2 separate regions of the Rattus norvegicus genome follow, and region 1 is linked to region 2. A link is a contact called in public Hi-C data. All regions are on one chromosome and are shown on one strand. The core of a region is the stretch at or near the end of the contact, and the rest is flanking DNA. Distances in the headings are between cores, read along the strand shown. Region 1 has its middle 42 kb from the start of Hivep3. Region 2 has its middle 92 kb from the start of RGD1563049.

Region 1 (5,101 bases), core at 786-3,285, 58 kb before region 2:
TTGAGGCCTGAGGCAGCTCCCCCCTAGGAAGGGAATCTGAGTCCACAGGTCAAGGCCAGTAAAGCACCACAGGGAGTCTGCAGACTGCAAGCTCTGCTGGCTGTCACTGTTGCTGCTCAGCCTCACCAGGGCGCAGGGGCTCCACGTCTCCTCTGCTACATACTGACAGCTGCGAGGAGCAGATCCGCTCCGAAGCCTCCACGAAGCCGCAGTCAGCGGCCCTAATTTTAGATTGAGCATCTGCTCTTCCGTCCCAGAGGCCGCTCTGTCTGGGATTTGCTCCTTCTGGAACTGGCAGAGAAACAAATCCCATTCTGTGGATACAGACACGGGTGGTATCCAGATCAGAGCTTGCCCACAGGCCCCTGCAGCAGGGAATCCCAGCAGCTATGCCACACCTGGACATCCCAAGACTCTTTTTCTCTTATCTCACACCCTTGGCCAGAGTTTGTGGGCACTATCTTCAAATTCCACCCTGACTTCTCAGAAAGCTGTCACATGGGACCTGCCTTAAACACACCAGGGTTCCCTGGACAGCAGCGACTTCTCTCTGAATCCCACTGCCAGCTCCCAGCACAGTCCTGAAGCATCCTTCCCGGACATTCAGTCTGGGACATAACGACAGTTTAGAAAGACTGGCTGTGGAGGTAGAGGGGAAGGCCAATGTCTACCGATCCCAAGAAACTTCTCAGAGGAAGGGAACTGTCAGGTAGGTGGTGTCCATCAGAGGAGAGAGATGCCGGGAAAACAGGAAGAAGCTTAAGGGTACTGTATGTTAGAGGCTGGTCACAAGGGAGCAGGGACAAGAGAGAGGGAGACTGGGGGTAAGACACCTTTAGATCGAGCAACAACTCTAGGTTGAAGAGTGAACTTTGCCTAAAGTCGGGGACCCTAAGGGGAATCTCAGTCTATGTTTTGAAAATTTTGTTTCCCATTTGAACGGCCACCTTCCTGTCTTCATCTCCTTGGTACATTGGGGGCCGGGTACATTGGGTGGGGGCTCCCAAGTGAAAGTGGGTGCTTGGAAGCTCATTCCAAGCTCTGACCCTCTCCTGAGCTCCAGTGTTTTGTATCTTACCAGTGTCTTGTGCCTCTGGTGCTGGGGCCACTGTTTTGGGCCTCTTGGTCCCCAGAGCCTGAAGTAACAATGCCACCTGTTGCTCCAGGCCCAGACTGACTACAGTGTGATGTTTGCTGTCTTAGGATTCTTGAAGAATGACCCAGAGCCCAACAGGCTTCCACCTGCCCCAGCACTGCCCTAGAGGCACACATGTGGGGAAAGCCCCATTGGTTCCCCTACCCTACCCTGGTTAAGTACCTTGTTTATGTCCCTCAAACCTTTATGGGCAGAAGATCTGGAGAGCTAGGAAGTGGACAAGAGCCTGTAGGATCCTTTCTGTCTATCTATCCTTCTCCTACCTAGCTCCCCAACTCTCTGCCCTGAAGACGAAGCCCAAGCATCTAGGGCCCAGACCAGACTGGCCAAGGCATCATCCTGGCCTTGGGTAAGGAAACAGAAGCCAGGAAGAGGAGCCCCACCCTAAGGATCCTGATTTTCTCCCCTTGAGATGGAATGAGTTAAAAGCTTATGTAAAGAGATTTGCAAATAGATCTTACAAAACAACATTTGGATGATTTAAGTGTTAAGGAATCAGAACCATATGGATTAAATGTTATGTATGGTTTTAAAAATTAGAAGGAAATGTACTGGGAACACACATACATATAAAATATGTAAGGACGGACCACATTTTTAGCTTTGTGGACATGGAGTTATTTGAAAAATACAAGGCAACACTCATCTGGCTTCTCCCAGGCTGGCCCTCCCGGGACCCTCCCCAGACTTGTCTGCTCCTCACTCAGTGGGGCTGAGTTCCCTTCCTGGAGCCAACCTGAGAAAGAGGCTTCTGAGAACGCTAGAAAGATCTGTAACCACAGGACAGTTGGAGACAAACAGCTGGCTGAGGAGCAGCTGGGAGATCCCCGAGACCAGATGGGTGGTCTCAGATGTAAGGGGACAGTGAAAGAATGTGTTTCCCAGGAGGCCTTTGGGTTCTTCCCAGAGAGGATGGGAGCTGCCTGCCAGGAGCTTTCCAAGGCCAGCATTTCCCTTTCACCTGTGTCTCCTTCTTGGCTCACTTCTGACTCTGGGAGGACTCATAGTCATCTGTACCATTCAGGAGGGAGGGCATACATGAGGGAGGGTATCCAGGAGGGAGGGCATACAGGAGGGAGGACATACATGAGGGAGAGTGAAGGTTAGATTCTAGGTATTCAGCAGGCAATGAGCCCCACTACAGCCTGGAGCTCCTGATCATATATGTACTTCTTCACACTACCCCTCGCTAAAAGCAAACAAGACCTGTGAGACCAAGTCTAACTTCTTTTATTATAGATGTGTGTGTGTGTGCGTGCGTGTGTGCATGCACCTGTCTGTCTGTCTGTCTGTCTGTCTGTCTGTCTGTCTGTCTGTCTGTCTATCTGTGTCTTCTGTTAGTATGTGTGCACACATATGGAGGCCAGAGGTTGATATCAGATGATTTCTTCAGTTGTTGATCACCTTATTTTCTGAAATAGCATCTCTCAGGGAACCTGGAACTCACTGATTGATCTAGATTGACTGGTCGATGGGTTCTCAGGGTTTGCGTCTTCCTACCACTCCAGTCCTGGGTACCTCTGTGCGCAGATGCCTCCAGCCTTTCCATAGATAGGGGAGGGATGGGGGATCTGAACTTAGGTCTCATGCTTGTGTGGCAGCCCTTTACTGACAGAGCTGTCTCCCAATCCCTCCACCCCCATCCTCCCCAATGATGCTGGCTCTTCACCGTTGAAGGTTTATCTGACTGAGTACTGAAGATAAATAAAATCTAGTGTGAGTCTAAGTTGCATAGACACGGAAAGGAGGGGGAAGCATACACTGAGTTGAGTCAAATCAAACCAGCAGAAATGTCCTTTTCATGATGGGAACAATAGAAGCTGAGACCCTAAAGTCATGTTGTACAGACTGTTTTAGGTGCTGCGAGGGGCCTTTTGCACCTCTCCCAGCCCTGCGTGGGCTGTGGGCTTGTCCTTTTACAGGATAGGAGGCATGTTTTCTGTAAGACTGGATCTCCCACTCAGCCCCCTCAGACACCAGGGCCAATGACCAAACACCCCTAGAGTGGCCAAGCTCAGTAGCTTTGTCAGGACTGTAAAATGACACAAGGACAGAAGTCTGAGCTGGCACCAGGAAACCTGGCATGGCACTCTCACATGGCCAGGGCCCTATGACCAGGTCAGGATCTGATGTTTCTTAGCTGCTCATAAACTGACTGACTGACAACCAAGGAGTGGGGACAGAGGAGCTGTTATTTCCTGTCTACCTCCCCTCCACTCCCTGTTCACACCATTGTGAATGGACACCTAGGAAGGCCTATGCCCAGTTTGGTTTATTCTAGGGATTCTGTGCTCTGTTCACTGAGACTCAGACGTGTAACCTGTGTAAGCCCTCAGTGCCAGGCTTAGTCTGGCATATTTCTAGAACATTAAATTTCCAAGCTAGGCAACAGAGTGCAGGAATGGAAACTCCCTGGGAGCTTCTCTGGTGGCTGCTGGACCACATTGCCCCCTCTGCCCTCTTAATGTCAGAGATCCAATCACACTGGAATGGCATGATGGTTCCTTAGAGCCAGTTGACCCTAGGAAGCCAACGAGAGTGAGTCACTCACATCCTGGCACAAGATGGCTTAGAAGACAGCAGACATACTGCACACCTGCCTGTCCTCAGAGGTCTCTCAGCAGACATCTTGAACAAGTGTCACCCCAGGCCCACCTGGTCCAGGACCAACAGCTCTCGCCCTGATCAAACATGCTGGGAAAACACTGTGGGTCACAGTGTTCTCAGGGGTCCCCCAAATACCACAAAGCAGGAAAAGAGCTTGGAGGGGAGGGAAGGGAAGCAGCTGTCACTAGGTCAGCATGAGGATGCCCACCACCCCCACCCTGCGCTCTGTACCCCATTTCCTCACAGAGTTCTCACAACGCTGATATGAGAAGCCAGAAGCCCCTAAGAGGCTTTCTCTCTGAGGGGTTTCTGTCTCCCAAATGTCCTTCCCTCCAAGATTTACCCCATGCCCACCCCCAAACAGGTCAGTTCTGCTTAAATCCCTACAAAGGCCAGTTCTTGCACATACTCTCCAAGACTTGCTTCAGTGGTTGTCCTGCGACCCTCGCCTCCTCTCACGCACTCCAGTTGAGGCAGAAGGTACTTTGCTTGAAGGCCTTTCCAAATGCTCTGCCCAGGCAATCCCTTCCTTAGAGACCAACTCTCCCTAACCACTCCACACCCCCTTGCATGTCACCTCAGAGAAGCCCTCCCTGATCCCAGAATAAACCAGGTCCTTGCTATCCACTCTGTAGGACTGTGCCTTTTCTCTTACCATTGGAACGCAACTTTTTTTGTGGCTTTCCTGCCTGATGTCTACATCCCCCCCACTGAAGTGGGAGCTGCATTATGAGGGTGACACATGTGTTCTACTCACCATAGAAGCCCTGGGAGCCTCTCTGGTAGCTGTTGGACCACATGCCCCCCTGCCCTCTTAATGTCAGAGATCCAATCAGACTTGAATGGTATGATGGTACCTTAGAGTCTGTTAACCCTAGGAAGCCAAGGAGAGTGTGTCACTCACATCCTGGCACAAGATGGCTTAAAATGCAGCCCTTAGTAGCAGCTCAGAGGAGACCACCATGGATGGGGTGGTGGGTGAGAAACTGGGGAGCTGAGAAAGACTTGGAATTCTGCACATGACTGTAGTCTCCCACTCTGTCCATGTAGCTTGATTAAGCTACTGTCATAGAGCTAGAGAGACATCAGGCTTTATAGCCCAGGGATACCTAGGGAGCTACGAGTACAGAGATGATAAAGGCCCTTACTCCCACCCTGCCAGTTCTACATACGAGTTTTGCTAAAAGACCCCAAGAGAGGCCTGGGTGAGGCGGGATATGGCAGGGTGATGAAGAGTAGGTGCTTCCAGACTGGTCTTGGGTTTCCTAGGAACTAATCTGGAATCTATTCTAGTTTTATGTCTGCTTTACTGTGATGAGTATGTCAACAAAAAGTGAC
Region 2 (4,675 bases), core at 2,134-4,633:
TCTCTTCAGCCCTGTAATTTGGGACTCAGGCATTGCTGGAGAATGAAGCCCATCTCTCCTTCTCCGCCGACGCGAAGGGAGCTGGGTGACAGCAGATGAAGGAAGTCTGTGCTGCTCCACAACCACCCACATGCTCTCTAAATTCACCGCCAGACAAAGTCGGCTCTTTGTCTTGGAGCCTCCCTCCCTCCCTGCCTGCCTGCCATTCATGCACTGGGAGGTTTTGCTTCCAATAAGTGGAGGCTGGAGGGGGGAAAAAAAGCAAGCAGGAGAGGAGGAGAGAAAAGCAGGGAGAGGGGGACAAGACAACATTGAATCAGACCCAACTTAGCCTCACTGTCAAAGTGACAGCTCGTGGAAATGATTTGTAGACTGCTGTGCTAGGAGACACTGTCTCCAAGGAGGCCCCTCTCTGTGAGCCGCTAGGTACCAAGTACAGCATCTGTGAGCCTGTGAATGTCACCTAGACCCTTTGTGGGCTGTGGAGGAGTGCTAAACTCCACCCTAGAGCCCAGGCTCTGAGCCTTCATGGTGGCTGTCCTGTGTAACACAGCCCAGCTGCGGTGGTGCCCATCTCTGCTCTCATAAAACTGTGGCAGGTGCCTGATGTCCTAGCTCACCTAGTTCTTCGTACCACTAGAAACCGGGCCACACCTGGCCAGGTGACATTGTGCCACCTGCAAGGTATCTCGAGATGCACTTCTCATCTGTAATCTGAGGGCTGAGCTCTAGGTTATGCTCCAGCTTCAGTCTACATCAGACATCCATTACAGGCATACGTGGTGTGAAGACCAGCATTTCCAGAGCCATGCTGGTTTCTCCCCTGAGTGGATGCTCAAAGAAGACTGAGCCAGTGTTCTTGAGCAGTCCCGAGGCAAAGGAAGAGCCACAGTGCTGCCTTTCTCCACACAGGGTTGGCTGAGGTGCCTTTGACCTTGGTTACTGTCTCCTCTCAGACCTGGTGTCCAACCTCATTGTTTCCTTGGATACCAGCCATGAACTCTGCTGGGAAGAACTGAGGCTCTTACTCCTGGCTCCTCAGTGAGGACGCCCACTTAGTGGCACAGACTTTAGAATCTTATCCACCTCTACTGGGAAGGTCCTATTCACGAGCCGTGTGGCTTGACCTGGTTTCCCCTTGGCCAGGTGGAATACAGGGTGACATCAGGAAGTCTGAGGGATCATGGGCACTGAGCAGGTGCCTAGCTTGATCTCCCGCCATCTCCTGCTGCAGTGCCTTCCCTGAGCCCCTCCCACCTCCTTTCATATCTCCGATGAGACCTGTTCCAGCTATGACTCTGAGTTAGAAGCACCTATGTGCTACCAAAGGGCTCAAGGCACACCTTTCTCTTTGGGCCCAGAGACCTAGGCTGAAGGGTCCATTGTGTCTCTGGACCCCAGGTCCCACTGACCTTGGAATGTCACAGAAGTCATTCACGGCAGCTCGCTTGGCCCCTAGGCATCCTCCACCCTGCCAAGGTCACATGGCTAATTAAACAGAAGATGGGGCATGGAATGCAGCCCAGAAATCCTGTATGACAACTACAATTTAATAAGGGTCATCAATACAGTTCCCTGTGGCCTTGCTTACCACAAGAGAGCCTCGGGCTTATGGCAACATTGGGAAAGTGAATAGCTCCAGAAAAGGGGCTTTTTTAAAATGGGGAGATGTGTGATGCTCTGTAGTCCTAAAGTCGAGCAGACATCTCTAACATGCTGGACCCCTAGACTCCAATCTGTTACTCTGCTCTCTGGCATGTCCCTGTGAACATAAACTCTATGAAGAAGGAACTTCCAGTCATGTGACTTGATCAAGGCCACAGCTGCTAATGCTGGGGTCCCTCCTGGGAGGGCAGGTCTTCTCTACTCTGGCCTGACCTGGGCAGTCAAAGGAATGGATGTCCTATTGGAGCCAGCTCACCCAGCCTTTGCTCCTGGGAAGGGTGCAGTGGGGAAGACTAGGTTCCTCGTCTGCAGGAGATTGTGGGAGTAGGAAAGGCTCTCAGTGTTTCTGGAGACAGAGCCAGGCTGCTGCCTGGGCTTCCTGGACTCTGGCCAAGGCTTCAGACTGCACAGACATGATGGGAGGTTTTGCTGGATCTGTCCTCAGGAATCATTGACTCTCTGGTTTCTAGTCCTAGTGCAGGTCCTGGGCACTATGCCAGGCAGTTCAAGGACATCTGCTCAGAACATTGACTCTACTTGAAGATGTAAGGGAGAAAAAAAAAAACATTTAAAACAAACCATCATGCATAGGGCTGGGGAAATAGCTCAGTTGGCAAAATGCTTGCACAGCAAGCATGGTTTGATCTCTAGAACCCACATTTTCAAAACAGATAAGCATTCTAATGCTGGGGAGACAGAGACGGGCTTCTGGGATTCAGTAGCCAGCCAGCCTGGTCTAATGAGCAGTCTTCAGGCCTCACTGAGACCCTGATGCAAGCGATAAGGTAGATGGCTCCTTAAGGGATGACACCAGAGACTGCTCTCTGGCCTCCGTGTGCATAAAATAAGCTCCGACACATTGTACCATTATGTTAATGATTATAGGACTATATCCATAATAATTGTGTATTCAGTTATGCATGAGAGTGTTTAAGGAAAAACAGAAGTCCAAAGAAATTTATTTCTTTTTCTCTGTGCAAAAGTTTAAGAAGTTCTGAGCCAGCCCAACCTGAAAACAGAGAATGAAGCTAGACCCAGAAGGTACCAGGTGACTTATCAGAGGTCACCCAATCAGTTATCTCACAGCTTAGATTTATTGTCAGAAGAGACGCACCCAACTGTCAGGCTGATCCCAATTCCTGAGTTCAGGTGGCCCTGGGTCCCCGCTGCCCCTCGGCCACTTTCTGGCTCTACTTCAAGTGAGTTCTCCTTCTAGCGCCTCAGTTTCTTTATCAGTAAAATAACCCATTTCCCTGTTGATCCAGGGAAAGTGAAGGGAAGGCTGTTGGGTGGGCAGCCATACCACAGACAGTTCACTTGTGCCATCACTGCCCTGAAACTGAGGTAAAAGAAACTAACCACTAGAAAATCCCCACGATGAGCCCTCCCACTCCCAAGAGGATGGATTACAGTGTCTCTTCGCCTTCCGGAACAGACCATGGTGCAATGACACCTGAGCACCCATACACAGTCCACGAGATGATGTTGTACTTGGGATAATCTCACAGCCACCCGAAGGCTAAACTCCCTCGGCTGGCCTCCCGCTGCTTCTTGTAAAGGAAACAGAAAATGTCTGAAAATAGAACCTGAATCGATTCTCTTAAATGTGGCAATGCCCAAGAAGCTGGCAACAACCGGCCTTGCGTGGCCTCAGCAGCCCAGGGGGGTTTCCGGGCAGCCTGGATCAGATTGCAACACTACTAGAGAGTTGGAGGTCATGTGTGAGCACAGAGTGACTCCTTAAATGGGGAACTCTGGGAAGCCTTCAGGGGAGAAGTTCCGAGGGTACTTAGGCAGGCGCTGTGAGGTCAGAGGTTTGTGACTTTCCTCTTCTGGGATGGCCACAGGCTCAGTGTGCTCAAAGAGGGAGGCCCTATCTCAGCAGTACTCACAGGCAATGGTGAGGTAACACCCAGCCTTGTCCTAGAGACTACCCACTGAGCGCTGGGCACACTCTGGACTTGGAAAGTAAATACAGCCAAGTCTGAGGAATAGGGTTACCCCATGAACTCTGTCCTTCCTGGAAAGAAATCTGGGCTTCCCTGGGTCCTCCCTCCACCTCAAGCCACTGTACCAACCCACACTGTGTTACCAAATGTGTTTCAGCCTCAGCTTCCCAGTACTATACTGTGCGGTTACAGACAGCTCTGGCAAGCAGATGGGGCTCACGCTCACTTTATAGAGGAAGAGAACAGTGGTCCCCAGAGACCATCGGACAGTCAAGGCTCAAATCGAGGCTGTCCAGTGCACCTTCCCAACTCCAGCATAGTGGCAGCCATGCTGTATTCCCATATGACATCACTTCAGTGTTTCTGAAGTGTTTCCACAGCCACCCACTATCCAGCCGTGGCCAGCCCTTTCCTACTCGCCACCATGCTATAAACAGGAAGTCGCCTATTCCCAATTTAGAGATGAGCAAATAGGAGCCGAGAACTGAAGACACTTGTCTAAAATCACACAGCTAAGAAGTGCAGATCCAATACTGACATGACGTCCTCCACTCCCTCATCATTAGTGAGCTGAGCCACACAGTTGGCCAGCAACAGGAGTACTGGTGACACAGGGCTGCCACCCCCATTCTCCCAGCCTCCTGACCATGCCTATTATTCTCTGACAACTATTCCAATCCTAAGGCCATGCATGCGAAGAGCAGTGTGTTGCACGGTCAGCTGAGGGTGATGAGGGCCACCCTGAACACCCACAGTTCTTCTGGGCCTCTTACTTTGACATACAGATACACACTGCAAGCCTGGAGAAGCTGGGCTGGGGCAGAGAGACATCAAGAGGTCTAAAACAGTTCTGGAATGGCACGGTCTGCATCCCTGCAAGTTTGCTAAGGTAAGCCCATGACTATATTTTGGGTCCCAAAGAATGATGCAGAAAGTGGAGACCAACACGCAGAAGATCCACTCTGAGTGTATATCCCTCAGGGTCACTCTGCCTCATAACCCCCCTTCACAATTTAAGCCCTGGTTAGGTCTCACATTCTTCCTGATTCTGACAACTGACA

What was found. A called contact is a pair of places that touch in the nucleus more often than the background predicts.
Region 1: a contact with region 2 is called in a Hi-C map of prefrontal cortex, with 3 times the contacts expected there. The contact joins two enhancer-like sites. A contact is called at or near these places in 3 of 12 Hi-C or Micro-C datasets (frontal cortex, mammary epithelial cells and prefrontal cortex).

The regions. Positions count from the first base shown.
Region 1 is chr5:138,899,070-138,904,170 of GRCr8, reverse strand. It overlaps a transcript of Hivep3 not described here. Among named protein-coding and RNA genes, the nearest start is that of Hivep3, 42 kb to the left of the region's middle. Within about 2 kb of position 2,035, at least 13 of the 93 cell types and tissues checked have an H3K27ac peak or open chromatin away from gene starts, as enhancers often do.
Region 2 is chr5:138,843,094-138,847,768 of GRCr8, reverse strand. It overlaps a transcript of Hivep3 not described here. Among named protein-coding and RNA genes, the nearest start is that of RGD1563049, 92 kb to the right of the region's middle. Within about 2 kb of position 3,383, at least 29 of the 93 cell types and tissues checked have an H3K27ac peak or open chromatin away from gene starts, as enhancers often do.